2 separate regions of the Mus musculus genome follow, and region 2 is linked to region 1. A link is a contact called in public Micro-C data. All regions are on one chromosome and are shown on one strand. Each heading gives the region's core, a stretch centred on a gene start, on an enhancer-like site or on the middle of the called end of the contact. The rest is flanking DNA. Distances are from core to core; before and after follow the strand shown. Region 1 overlaps Tanc2 (tetratricopeptide repeat, ankyrin repeat and coiled-coil containing 2). Region 2 overlaps Tanc2 (tetratricopeptide repeat, ankyrin repeat and coiled-coil containing 2).

Region 1 (2,700 bases), core at 193-2,692:
AATATGACCTTTATTAAGTACAAATATCAAGTTTATGAATATACTAATATTGAATAATTTTATGATATGGAGTGTTACTATTGTCTAGGTTTCATGATTAAGTTTGTAACTAAGACATATCTTTTCAGCATTTGTGTTAACTTGTCATGGCCTACTTTGTATTTTAGTATCCTAGCATTGTTGACTTCTTACTCTAATGGCTGAACAGCAAAATGATTGATTTCCTTATTAAACTACATCAATATTTAATCACACTTTCAGTACTTAATATGAGTAATTTTTTTCTGGATAAAGGAAACTTCATTACAGCTGTTGTAATTAAACCTTAAAACTTCTTTCAGTACTTTTCTTAGTTAGTACTTGTATTTGAAGGCACAGAAAGCCAAGACAAGAAAGTCCTTTCTTAATAAAGAGAGGAAGTAACCAGAGGTGGTAGACAATTACAATTTATGCTCAAAGTTTTGGATAATAGATTTTAGCTTTTCCCATTTTCAATGACTTTTAAACAAGACCCATCTCCTGTATGAGGAATGCAGTTAATTTTTTTTTCTGGCACAAAAAATAGGGTAACCTGATCTGAGTCTGACAGAGTGTGTCGTTCATGTAAGTGCTTCCATCTGTTGCCTGCTGTTCCCCTTACTCATGACCCCTCTGTGTTTCTCTCTTTCCCTTTCCCCTTCTCTTTCCCTCTGTTCCTTTTTCCTTTTTCTCACCCCTCTTCTGCTTTCCTCTCCTTTTCCTTCTTTCTCTCTTTCTTTTTGTCCTTAGCCCCTCTGAGGAAGGCAAAGTTTGTTGAGAGCCCACGAATTCCAGAGTCCGAGCTTGGCTCCCCAACCCTCACTTCAGCTCAGAAACTGGACGTGGATGCATACTGCCCTGGTAAGCATGCATGCAGCGTCTGCTTTGAAAAGGGGAGGATTGCAGCAGGCCCACCCGGCAGAGCAGCCTTGCATGTATAGTACTCATAAAAACACGTTAATTCTTGCATCTTAATACTTATTCTCCTAAAAGAGCATAGGTTTTATAAAGTACATGTTGTTTTATCTACTGATGAGAGTATTGCAAACAGTTTCAAAGATAAATTTCAAAGTAATTTTGGCAGATGAGGTTTTCAGGATTATTTTTGTGATTTGAAGTAATTAAAGACATGTGATAGTGGCCCTGTGTGGACAGGAGCATCAAAGATATGTGTAAGAATGTTCATTCAGTACTGGACCTTTTGATTATGACTTGTGCCTAATTGTTGTTGGAATTCTGGATAGTTGCAGAAAATGCTTTAGATATTAGAAATATTAAAGTTGAATTAGATACTGAGCTTGATTCCTCTTGAACACTCACTTTTACAGATACCCTCTTCTTGTGAATGGCCTGTAAACACATGTGGACTTCACTAAATCCTTCTTGTGTGGGAGCCAAACAGACAGGCTCATTATTAGTGCTCAGATTCTTTCAGACTTCAGTGAGTTGCCTGGCAGCATCCTTTACACTCTTCTCTAGAGTGAGTCCATAGAACTGTGTCAGAAACATTCGTAGCTCCAGTTGAAAGTACAGTTCAGAACGGTAGCAAAGAACCTTGAGATACTTGGTTTTAGGTCTTTTGTTTATTCTTGCTCATTAAAAATGATATTAAACCACTGTGGAAAAATAACAATACTATATATTTTACTTGGAGTGAACAGGACAGAGTGATTCCTACTTCTAAATTCCTACTTCTGAAAATTTATCATTTTTCAGATCTGAAATGTCAGGGTTTTATCTCTGCAGCCAGATAGGACACACTTACAAAACAGTACAGGAAAACTTGAGCCACATCCTGATAAATAAGATATAATTGACCTTACGAATCCATTTTGAGTATTAAAAGATCTTGAGGGTTTTATTCTCAGACTTATCTTTCAGTAGTAGTATATATTAAATATGGGCTTCTCTTTTTCCCAAAGCAACAAAAGCTCTTCTGGTAGCATTGCATAAGTTCTTCATCCTGTCACAGCAAATGCAATATTGTACTTTGCATTCATTTGTAAATTAGTGTTATAAAATAAATGCTGAATCTTTTACTTTTTTTCCCCTAAGTGCCTCCTCTTACCACCTAGTACCTCTCTTTTCTTCCCCTTTCCTTATCTTCTTTTTACCCTCCTTCCTCCTTCTTTTTGCTCTACTCCTTTAAATCTGGGCTCTAACAGAGGGATGCATAGAAGTTAAGCAAACCCTGCTACACTGAACTGTGCTTCCAGCCCAAATGAGGCTTTTCCTTCTCTAGATTCACAAGTCAGAATGACTGTCAGGAGCCTAATCTCTTTAACACCATATTAATTATATCACTGATCGAATGTAGCTGTTGTTCTGGTTATGAAGCAAAGTAGTTGTGACTTGGGAATGTCTGTGCTAAATCGCTCTGGGCAGTCTTAGTAATGTGATTGTTTATGCATATTTTCCACAAGTATGGATTCTTTGTTAGTATAACCAAACTTGAGCTAAGGTTTTTAGAACACCAGGAAGAATGAAAACGCAGTGCCAGAATGTTTCCTACTGTGCTTCCTAGGCTTCACTTTATAATCTGAAGCAGGTTTATAGCATAGGCACGTTGTACTGATTTTGTTCTTTTATAGTAATGTTTTTAGATTTCCTAAAATAAGTTTCTATTAAGATAAGTGTGTAACCTGGAATTGAAGATAGTATTATCTCTAGGTAGTATCAAAA
Region 2 (2,700 bases), core at 28-2,527, 150 kb after region 1:
CTGATCTTCCTTGCTCTCTCCTCTCTACTTACCAACCATGGTTTACTAGTTGTACAACTACATTCTTTGTTTTTCTTTTCTTTTCTTTTTCTTTCTTTTTTTTTTTTTTTTTTTGGTTTGGTTTGGTTTTTGTTTTTTAGACAGTGTTCCTCTGTATAACAGCAATGGCTGTCTTGAAACTTGTTCTGTAGTCCAAGCTGGTCTGAGACTGAGAGATTTGCCTGCCTCTGCCTCCTGTGTGTGTGAGATTAAAAGGTATGTGCCAGAACCACCCAGCAGAACTACATACAGCACAAGAGCAGTCATGATCTCCAGGCTCAACTCTTGCTATCGTCTCTGGTAATTGTAGTAACAGCAACTGTACATTGTTTCCCATCTCAGTGCCTTTCTACACACCTTTGTCTACACACCTTTGTCTACACACCTTTGTCCAGCCTGCCTTTTACCCTTGCTTCTCTTCCATTCATACCACCCAGATTGCCCTCCGCCACCCCATTCTCCTTTGTCAGCCATGACTTTGGAATAGACAGCATGAAATAAATAGCTCCATTAATGTGTAACTAATGTTTTAGATGTAGTAATCATTTGTCTCTCTAAATACCTTTCTCCATTGATCTTGTATGTTATAATTCTTCAAGATGGAAATAGATAAAAGAGTCATTTGCTTTTCTGTATTCTGTTTAATGTCATTTAGTGTCAAAATTCCATCCAAGCTCTTTCCTCATCTCTGAGCTACTTCCTATCTGCCTCTTCAAGCACACACACACACACACACACACAACACACACACAGAGTCTCACTCTCACACACACACACAAACATTCACACACACAGTCACACACTCACACTTTCTCTCTCTCTGTGTCTCTGTCTCTCTCTGTCTCTCTCTCTCTCACACACACACACACACACACACACCACAAACCATTTTTGCTAGGTGCTGACCAACTAGGGAAACAAGTTCTGTTTCAGATCTCTTAGGAAATGATTTATTTTCTCTCCTTCTCCTTTCCTTCTCCTTCTCCTCCTTTCCTTCTCCTCTCCTGTTATGGTTTATGGACATGGCTTTACCTTAATTCCTTTCTTTCAAGAACTCCTAGCACTTTTTGATAAGACTTATAATATCCCAGCCAAAGCAACTCCTTGGTCTTGATCCTAAACAGTGCAGACTGCATTCTACATAGTCGCATGGTTCTGAGATGAAACTGGGCAGCTGTGTTCATGACCATGTCTAGCTGTCATCTGAAGACTGCTGCCAGATGACATCATAACGTAAACAACAGAGATTATACAACAGAACAACGCCAAGTGGAATATTAAAAGTGCATTACTCAATAGAGTGAAAGAGGCCAACCAGAGTAAAATAATTGTTAAAGTAGACAGTGCCACTTTCCAGGCGAGCACTGTCTGTGAATAATGCATTCTGTGAACTGGCATCACTAGTGAAAGGCTTGGTTCTGAAGTACTAGTCTGTTTTCTTCAAAGTGCTATCAGTTTTGCTTTGTTTTAAGAAAAAGAATGTTCTTGGCCTGTACATAGTTGGAAGTTTGCCACAACCCTATAACCTAGTACTTTAAACAAAATATGGGAGTTAGAAATTTTCAAAGTGTTTTATTTGAGGCATGTCTTAAGTTCTTAGCTACTTTTGTATTCAAATGCCTGTGCAAGCTTAATAATCTTTTAAACTGTTAAACATATGCACTTGGAATTCAGACAAGGGGGTGCACTGGGGAGGCAGAGGCAGACCTCTAAGAGTCTGAGACCAACCTGGTCTACAGAGTGAGTTCCAGGACAGCCAGGGATATGAAGAGAGACTCTTATCTCAAGAAGGAGGTGGGGGGGGGGAGAGGGAGGGAGGGAGAGAGAGAGAGAGAAAGTATGTATATATGTGTGTATACACACACACACTTCCACTGCATTCAGTGCATACATATATATTCACTGCAGAAAGAACAACACTGTCCTCCTATGACAAATTAAGCAGAAAAACTAATGACAAGAATTGCAAAATAAAATTGAATACATCTTCAAAAATTGCCACAATTTCCCTTATGAACCCATTTTACCCTTAGGGCAGGAAAACATTATTTGAAATCTCTGTGTGTGTGTGTGTGTGTGTGTGTGTGTGTGTGTGTGTGTGTGTGTGTGTGAGAGAGAGAGAGAGAGAGAGAGAGAGAGAGAGAGAGAGAGAGAGTTATAAGGAGTTTCATTTTTACATATGGCTCCAGTTATAGATAAATTAAGCTAAACCCAAAGGCAAATGCAGATGGCTCAGTGATAGGTCACTTGCTGATTGCCTGATGACCTGAGTTCTGTCTCTGGGATGCATGTAGAGAACTGAACCCTGCAAGTTGTCCTTGGTCCACATTTGTTTATATATACACCAAATAATTGATGTAAATGTTTAAAATTCTATAATTTTTCACTTAAGTGAAAAAATTATAAGTGACCACTTGATTTGAATTTCACTAGCTTCTTTGATTAGAGACCAACATTTGAAAACCAAAATATGCACATCTGCCTAATAGTGTTTGATTTGTCATTAGAGTATATGGCTGTGATGAAGGAAGGGCCTTCTGTCACCCTGCTATCTCAGTTTTCCAAGTCAATTTGGGAGATGGGGAAACATCTAGTCCCAATTTGTTTTTTGTTTTTTGTTTTTTTTTAACAAAATATAACTCCTTCTATTTTCCTACCCTT

Evidence for each region. A called contact is a pair of places that touch in the nucleus more often than the background predicts.
Region 2: a contact with region 1 is called in a Micro-C map of muscle stem cells, with 10 times the contacts expected there. The contact joins two enhancer-like sites. A contact is called at or near these places in 4 of 484 Hi-C or Micro-C datasets (adipose-derived mesenchymal stem cells, brown adipocytes, muscle stem cells and 1 more) and 2 of 9 other capture datasets (adipose tissue and pancreatic islet).

Annotation. Positions count from the first base shown.
Region 1 is chr11:105,758,154-105,760,853 of GRCm38.p6, forward strand. All of the region lies in intron 4 of Tanc2 (tetratricopeptide repeat, ankyrin repeat and coiled-coil containing 2), which reads left to right. Among named protein-coding and RNA genes, the nearest start is that of Tanc2, 170 kb to the left of the region's middle. Within about 2 kb of position 1,443, at least 39 of the 459 cell types and tissues checked have an H3K27ac peak or open chromatin away from gene starts, as enhancers often do. A contact at or near this core is called in muscle stem cells, where this site is marked.
Region 2 is chr11:105,904,449-105,907,148 of GRCm38.p6, forward strand. All of the region lies in intron 18 of Tanc2 (tetratricopeptide repeat, ankyrin repeat and coiled-coil containing 2), which reads left to right. Among named protein-coding and RNA genes, the nearest start is that of Cyb561, 39 kb to the right of the region's middle. Within about 2 kb of position 1,278, at least 32 of the 459 cell types and tissues checked have an H3K27ac peak or open chromatin away from gene starts, as enhancers often do. A contact at or near this core is called in muscle stem cells, where this site is marked.